Regions from separate parts of the Sus scrofa genome. Here region 2 is linked to region 1. The links are chromatin contacts, called in public Hi-C maps. All regions are on one chromosome and are shown on one strand. Each heading gives the region's core, a stretch centred on a gene start, on an enhancer-like site or on the middle of the called end of the contact. The rest is flanking DNA. Distances are from core to core; before and after follow the strand shown.

Evidence for each region. Hi-C and Micro-C count contacts between places; a contact is called where the count stands out from the background.
Region 2: a contact with region 1 is called in a Hi-C map of retroperitoneal adipose tissue, with 2.8 times the contacts expected there. The contact joins two enhancer-like sites. A contact is called at or near these places in 21 of 47 Hi-C or Micro-C datasets (alveolar macrophages, blood, embryonic fibroblasts and 12 more) and 1 of 2 datasets of contacts at active chromatin or transcription factors (skeletal muscle).

What each region holds. Positions count from the first base shown.
Region 1 is chr7:86,869,054-86,872,276 of Sscrofa11.1, forward strand. The region is part of intron 2 of SLCO3A1 (solute carrier organic anion transporter family member 3A1); the gene reads right to left. Among named protein-coding and RNA genes, the nearest start is that of SLCO3A1, 230 kb to the right of the region's middle. Within about 2 kb of position 1,553, at least 20 of the 83 cell types and tissues checked have an H3K27ac peak or open chromatin away from gene starts, as enhancers often do. A contact at or near this core is called in retroperitoneal adipose tissue and subcutaneous adipose tissue, where this site is marked.
Region 2 is chr7:87,250,413-87,253,760 of Sscrofa11.1, forward strand. No RefSeq gene overlaps it. Among named protein-coding and RNA genes, the nearest start is that of SLCO3A1, 150 kb to the left of the region's middle. Within about 2 kb of position 1,544, at least 12 of the 83 cell types and tissues checked have an H3K27ac peak or open chromatin away from gene starts, as enhancers often do. A contact at or near this core is called in retroperitoneal adipose tissue and subcutaneous adipose tissue, where this site is marked.

The DNA.
Region 1 (3,223 bases), core at 303-2,802:
AGCTTACGGGCCCCTCCCACCAGTATCATACATGTTGCCTCCAAGGTCAGCTATGTTACTGGGTCTCAAAGTTGGGTGCATTTTAGAATCACCTGGGAAACTTAATACTAACCCCCAGGCCCTGCCCCCTGAGAGCTGATGTAGGGGGTCTGGGGTGCAGCCCAGGCCTGGGGATTTTTTTTCCAGGCTCTCCAGGTGATTCTATGTGCAGCCAAGTTGAGAAGCACTGGCCCTGCCCTTGCTGACCTTGCCCAAGGAATCAGCTGGGACCCAAAATGCATCTAGGCATGTGGGAAAAGGGAAGGATGTCAGAGCCATCTGATGTCAGCTCTGCGAGGTGGAGGCATGTGGCCAGACCTGGTCACCGTGCATAGTGGCAGAACCCAAGTTGCTCTTGTGCAGCCAGCCAAAGCAGCCCTGCATGCCACCACAACTGTGCGCTCCGCTCCAGAACCCTGCCTGGCATACCCGACCTCGGTGCTGCCTGTGTTCCAGGCTTCCCTGCTGGTTTTCAACCCAGCTTCTCGCTTTCCTCCAGGCCCTGGTCAGTGCATCAAAGCTCTCCCCTCCACTTAAAGCCTGCCTTGAATACCACCTCCTCCAAGGAGCCTTCCGAGATTTTCTTTCTTCTTCCTTCTTCTCTCTTCTGCCATGGTACCTAGTCTGAGACTTTTCCTATAGTTCTGCTTACTGTCTTCCTGGATGCAAAAATAAAGTTTCATGGAGTAGGCGTGCTGTAATAACTGTAGACTCATGGAAGGCAGAGATTTTTTTTTTTTTAAGGAAAAAAAAAATCCTATTTTCCATAGAGGGGGATGCAGTCCTTTGCCTGGACAAGGGACTCCATGTTTGTCTGTTGAACCATGAACTGATGACCACCCAGTCCCAGGAGAGGCGGGGAGCCCTGGCACCCTGGAGAACCATGTATCTAATGAAAGCATCTACAAGGCCAGGATTCTTAGAATGCTCGGCAAGAGTCAGTAATTGGTCAAAGCTACAGTTGTTGCTGGTCTTGTTTCTCAGTCCAGCTAAGAGAAGCTTCTCTCCCCACCCTCCTGCCCAGCAGGGCCTCGCCAGGGTGAGGGCACATGTCTCTTTGTCTGGCCAGCTGCTGGGCCTCTGGATGTGACGCCCACTATCAGGAGGAGCCAGGCCATGACTCCTCATACAGAGCCCCGTGGGGCTGAAGTGTCACAGCTGGAACTACCAGCACATCGCTTTCTTTGCGGCAGGTACCGAGGAGCAGGGCTGGAGCTGGCTGGCTCTCTTCAAAGCAAGTGAGATCGGCCTGCCCTTCCTCATCCCCCGTGAAAGCCCCGGGAAAGCTGTGGGTCCAAGCATGCTGAGACCACACTGGCTGATGAAATGAGAAAAGGCTGCGGGCAGAGCAAGGGCCAGGAAGCCACGAGCCACACAAGCAGGAAACCCACTCTAATAAACAAGAGACTGCTTCTTCCTGAAGGGCCCACATCCTGTTTGCAAGCTAAGTAGGGTCTTCCCAGAAGTTCTCTCTAGAGATCCTCTGAGCTCGAAGGGCAGCAGGGTTCCTGGCTTCCTGTTGTTCCTGCCCTTTGCCTCCAGCAGGGGGCAGTGGAGAGATGGCCCGGCCTGGAGTCCTCCAGAGTCAGCTTGGGTGCAGAGCCACTACAGAAGGAGGCTGTGCTCAAGGCACTCACCCTCCCTCAGCCTTGGCATCTCCAGCTGTCAAATGGAGCAAGCACCTGCCTTGCTTACCTCCTGCTGGGGGATGAACTGTGCCCCACCTCCATCCATTTGTGTAGGTCCTATCACTTCCATCCTGCCCCACAAAGGACCTCGGCATGTGGCCTCTAAGGAGGTGATTAAGTCAGAATGGAGCCCTTAGGATGGACTCTAATCCACCAGGACTGGTGTCCTTATAAGAAGAGGAGACATCAGACATGGGGAGAGAAAATGCCTGTGAAGCACAGGGAGAAGGCAGCCGTCTGCAAGCCAAGGACAGAGGCTTCAGGAGAGACCAACCCCGATGACACATTGATCTCAGGCTTTCAGCATCCAGAACAGTGAGAAATAAACGTCTGTTGTTTAAGCCACCCGGTCTGGGATGTTCTATAGCAGCAGCCCTAGCAGGTATACGCCTCCCAAGACTGGTGTGAAGAACACACGTGGCAATTCGTGAGGAGGTGCTTGGAAACTCAGAGGGCACCCAAATGGCATGGAAATCAGACACAGAAGTTGCTTTAGTAAGCATGAATGAAACTGTCCCAGGATGTCCGCACAACATCAGGACAGAATCAACAAACAGTTCCCTGCATAGGTGTTACCTCCTGGGTAGGGCTGGCAGAATGCGAAACCAGCAGGGGGCTCTCTCGCCTGTGTGGGACCCTCGTCTTATTTAGTACCTCCCTCCGAACCCTTCTCTGGGTCCACAGGGGTATGTTTGCTGCAAATTGTATAAATGGCCAGTGGTTCTGACACAGGATGTGGGCTGCAGACAGAACTACAGTAAACCAGATGCAGGCAGCAGCCATCCAGAGCCGAGAGCTGGAGTCAGGTTTCGAATGAGGACTATCATGAGGGACGATGACAGGGTGTGGGTGGTGACGGGGGCACAGACACCTGGCCAGTGGAAGGACTTTCCACTATCCCGTTCGATCCTCACAGCAGCCTCAGCAGCAGATGCGGCCCCATTTTACCCCTCCGGAAACTGAGGCACAGAGAGATCAAGGAACTTGCCAATGATTTACGGACACCAAAGTGGGAAGCAGAAATAAGAACCAAGGATTTAAGGAAAATGAGGAAGGAGCAGAAGGGCGGTCCAGGAGAGAGCAGCAGAGGTGGCTGAGGCCGGGATATGAAGCAACCCTGGCGCGTGCATGGAGCCTCAGGCCACAGGGCTCCAGCAGCTCCTGGGCAACGTGTGCGTGTCCCACAAAAGCTGTGTGTCAGGAAGAGAAACCTGGTGCCAGGACATGGGGACAACAGAGAAAATGAGTGGGGAAGCTCGTGGGGATCCAGAGAGCAGGGGAGGGCCGGAATGTGGGTGGGATGAACCGGGCACTGAAGGCGCCTGGATCTCTGACTGGGAGCAGGAGATGTATGTGCCCTGCCCTCCCCCGGCAGTGCTGCATCTTAGACCCCTGCCTCAGAAGTGGGTCACCGCCCAGTGAACTTGCTGGACTCGGGGGACCCCGTACTAGCTTCCTCTGGCCCGCCACTAGCTGCTCCTCAAAGAAAAGTTACT
Region 2 (3,348 bases), core at 294-2,793, 380 kb after region 1:
GAGGATTTGAAACTTGACTGGGAGAGGGAGAATTTGAAGAGGGACTTAACATGGCCACATCTGGAACCATTTTCCTCCAAGTGACTATGAACTTCCAACTCAGGACTTCTCATGGTTATTGAAATGGCATGATTCATCACCATAGTAACAAGTACACTTCTTGCAAATGAAGAGTATTCTTTGAAATTAGACCTCAAGCTTAGGGAGAACAGGGTGTCCACAAAGCTTGAATTAACTCAAGGAATAGAACAATGGTCAGCAGAGCACACTGGGCACACGAAGGTTCTATGCCTTGGCTGATGCTCTATTTAGGCATGAATGGTAGGTGAGGCAGCAACATTTTTGCCCAGTGAAAGAGAATGCAACTTTCTAGCTCTGGTGAGAATCCCAGAGGCCTGCTTGAGAATGCAAGCTTTCAGTCTGAATTTTTCACTTTTTCTGTGTAAGAAATGATTCAGCTCTTGTCTCTCTTCAGCATCACTTACAATTATGAAAGTTGAGAGAAGAAGAGCAAGAATGAAATTATACCTCGTGTCACTGAAAAGCATATCCTTTACCTCCTAAAATAGATAACTTGTCCAGAAAGCACTAAGCAGGTTCTAAAAGCTGTCACTCCCTCACTTTGTAATGATGGTGAAAGGAGTCATGTAGAATAAGATAAATATTAACAGTTTGATAATGTCTTCCTATTCCAAACACTCTGCACTGCTTCCAATCATGTGATACATATATTAACTCAACAGGCGTTTATTTCACTGATTATAGTGAGTGAAAATTTATAAAATAATGTATAGCATTTATGAGTAAAACTTCTAAAAGGGAGTAAGCAATAACTACAGTATAAGAATTCAGTTGGAGCTGCCTGGGGTAAGGAGAATGAAAGTAAAGCTAGATAGAACTCTGGAATCCTTTGTTAAACCGGTGACAGTGTGGGAAGGATTCCAGAGACAAATGCATGAGCCCTAAGATGTGAGGCATTTGCCACTTCGGCCTCAGGTTCTTCATCTGAAAACTGCTCCTGGTAATTGAATTGCCTGAGACCCTGTAGGATCCCTTCCACTTCAAGGATTCAGTGCATTTTGCTCTAAGGTTTGTCCTGTTCTCATAGGACATATCACGGCTCACAGGTTACAGGGAATCTGTCTCCATGAAAGACACAGATTGCTTTGGGGGCTAACTTAAGCCCCCTAAGTGAAGTATCTGGCAAAGACAGACATATGAAATCATACTGTTCAAAATAAAGGGGCAAGGCGCTACTTCTTTCTATTTTAAACAAAACATAACTTCATCAGGATAGTGCCTAGAAACAATTATTTAAATTTTAGATCTTCCCAAAGAGTCTGCAAGAATATGCACAATAAAAGGAGATTGTTGGAGGAGCCACAAAATTCTAAGGACATTGCCGACACAACCAGAGTGAACCTGGAGGCACACTGTTAACTCCCATCAGCTGTGAAAAATGAAGCAGCTCATGAACAATGAAGAATGAACTGGCCTCTCCAGCACTGGCAAAGCCCAGGGAGCAGCCTGGTGTGACTCACTATCCTTCTGGGGTGGGGACACAGCCTAGGGAAATCACTTCTGGGATGCAGACTCCCACAAGAAAACCACTGGCATGATGATCTCTTAGAGCAAGTTTCCAAAGATGAGTCCAAAAAAAAAGCATTCCCAATTTCTCCATCCCTCAGCAATACTTTGGAATCATCTCTTTCTCATTTGCTCCGGATGCCCAGACCCCACGAATGACTTTCCTGACATTGTGCTACATTAACCTCTCATTGGAGGCAGCTGCTTTCTGTGATTCAAAGATTGGGGGTGGGGGGGCGGTGTCAGGGAAAGCAAAACAAAACCTAATATTGCAGGAAGCTGTAAATGTAGGCCAGGACGTAGCTTCCACCACCAGTCCATCTGCCTCCAGGACTGAATCTTATCTGATCATTTCCATGGCAACAGCTGTGGGATTAGAATAGGATGAAGGCTTAGGAAGAGTTGCTGGAATTCAGTCATAGACCAGTGAGGATTATTTAACTACACACTTGCGTTGCTATGGAAACACAAATTTACAAATCAGGCAGGATTTTTGTAGCTCAGTAGCACAGTATTATATTCTTAGGGCTGCTTCAAATCCCCCAATTCCATCTCCTCTCCCATAGGGTGGGGGGGAGGATTTGGGGGAAATAGCCCACCAGATACAATTTAATTATTCCTCAGATACTTTCTCTTTGAATTTTAAAAGTAGAAACAGGAATAGACTAAGACTAGGACCAAAGCAATTTTCTTAAAATGCTTTTCCATTTTACTTATATTTAAATTTTTTTAATACTTATTGTGTATTTTTATTTTTTCATTTTTAAATTTTATTTTTATTATAGTTCATTTACAGCACTGTGTCAATTCCTGCTGCACAGCATAGTATTTTTTAAAGACAAATTCAACTTAGTCTAAAGAAAGAATGTAAAAGAGGAGTTCTCGTGGTGGCGCAGTGGTTAACGAATCCAAGTAGGAACCATGAGGTTGCCGGTTTGATCCCTGGCCTTGCTCAGTGGGTTAAGGATCCGGTGTTGCTGTGAGCTGCGGTGTAAGTTGCGGACACAGCTCAGATCTGGCGTTGCTGTGGCTGTGGTATAGGCTATTGGCTACAGCTAAGATTGGACCCCTAGCCTGGGAACCTCCATATAGCTCAGGAAGTGGCCCTAGAAAAAAAACAAAATGACAAAAAAAAAAAGAGAAAAGAACATAAAAGATATGATGGTGAGCATATTCATCTAAGGGTCATCTAAGTACCATGTAAGTCCAAGCCAAAATCATGCTGATTTCAAAAATGATGTTTCAATATTGTAAATCAATTGTACTTCAATAAAAAATAAAAAAATTTAAAATGATGTTTATTTCTTTAAGGACTGTCACCCCTGGACTTTTCATTCATTTAACTCCTAGTTAAATTCAGGGAAGTCAGCAATACTTCATTGTTGACCACTGTCATAGAATTGACAATCCACTTTCACCACCAACAATAACTTGTTTGGTTTCACTTGGAGAACAGACTTGCGGTTGTCAAGGGGGAAGGGGAGGGAGTGGGATGGACTGGGAATTTGGGGTTAATAGATACAAACTATTGCTTTTGGAATGGAGAAGCAATGAGATCCTGCTGTATAGCACTGGGAACTATATCTAGTCACTTACGATGGGACATGATGGAGAATAATGTGAGAAAAAGAATGTATATATGTATGAGTGACTCAGTCTTTTTGCTGTACAGTAGAAAATTAACAGAACACTGTAAACCAGCTATAATGGAAAAAATAAAAATCTTTAAAAAAAAAAAACTTGTTTAGTTTCACAAGGAGC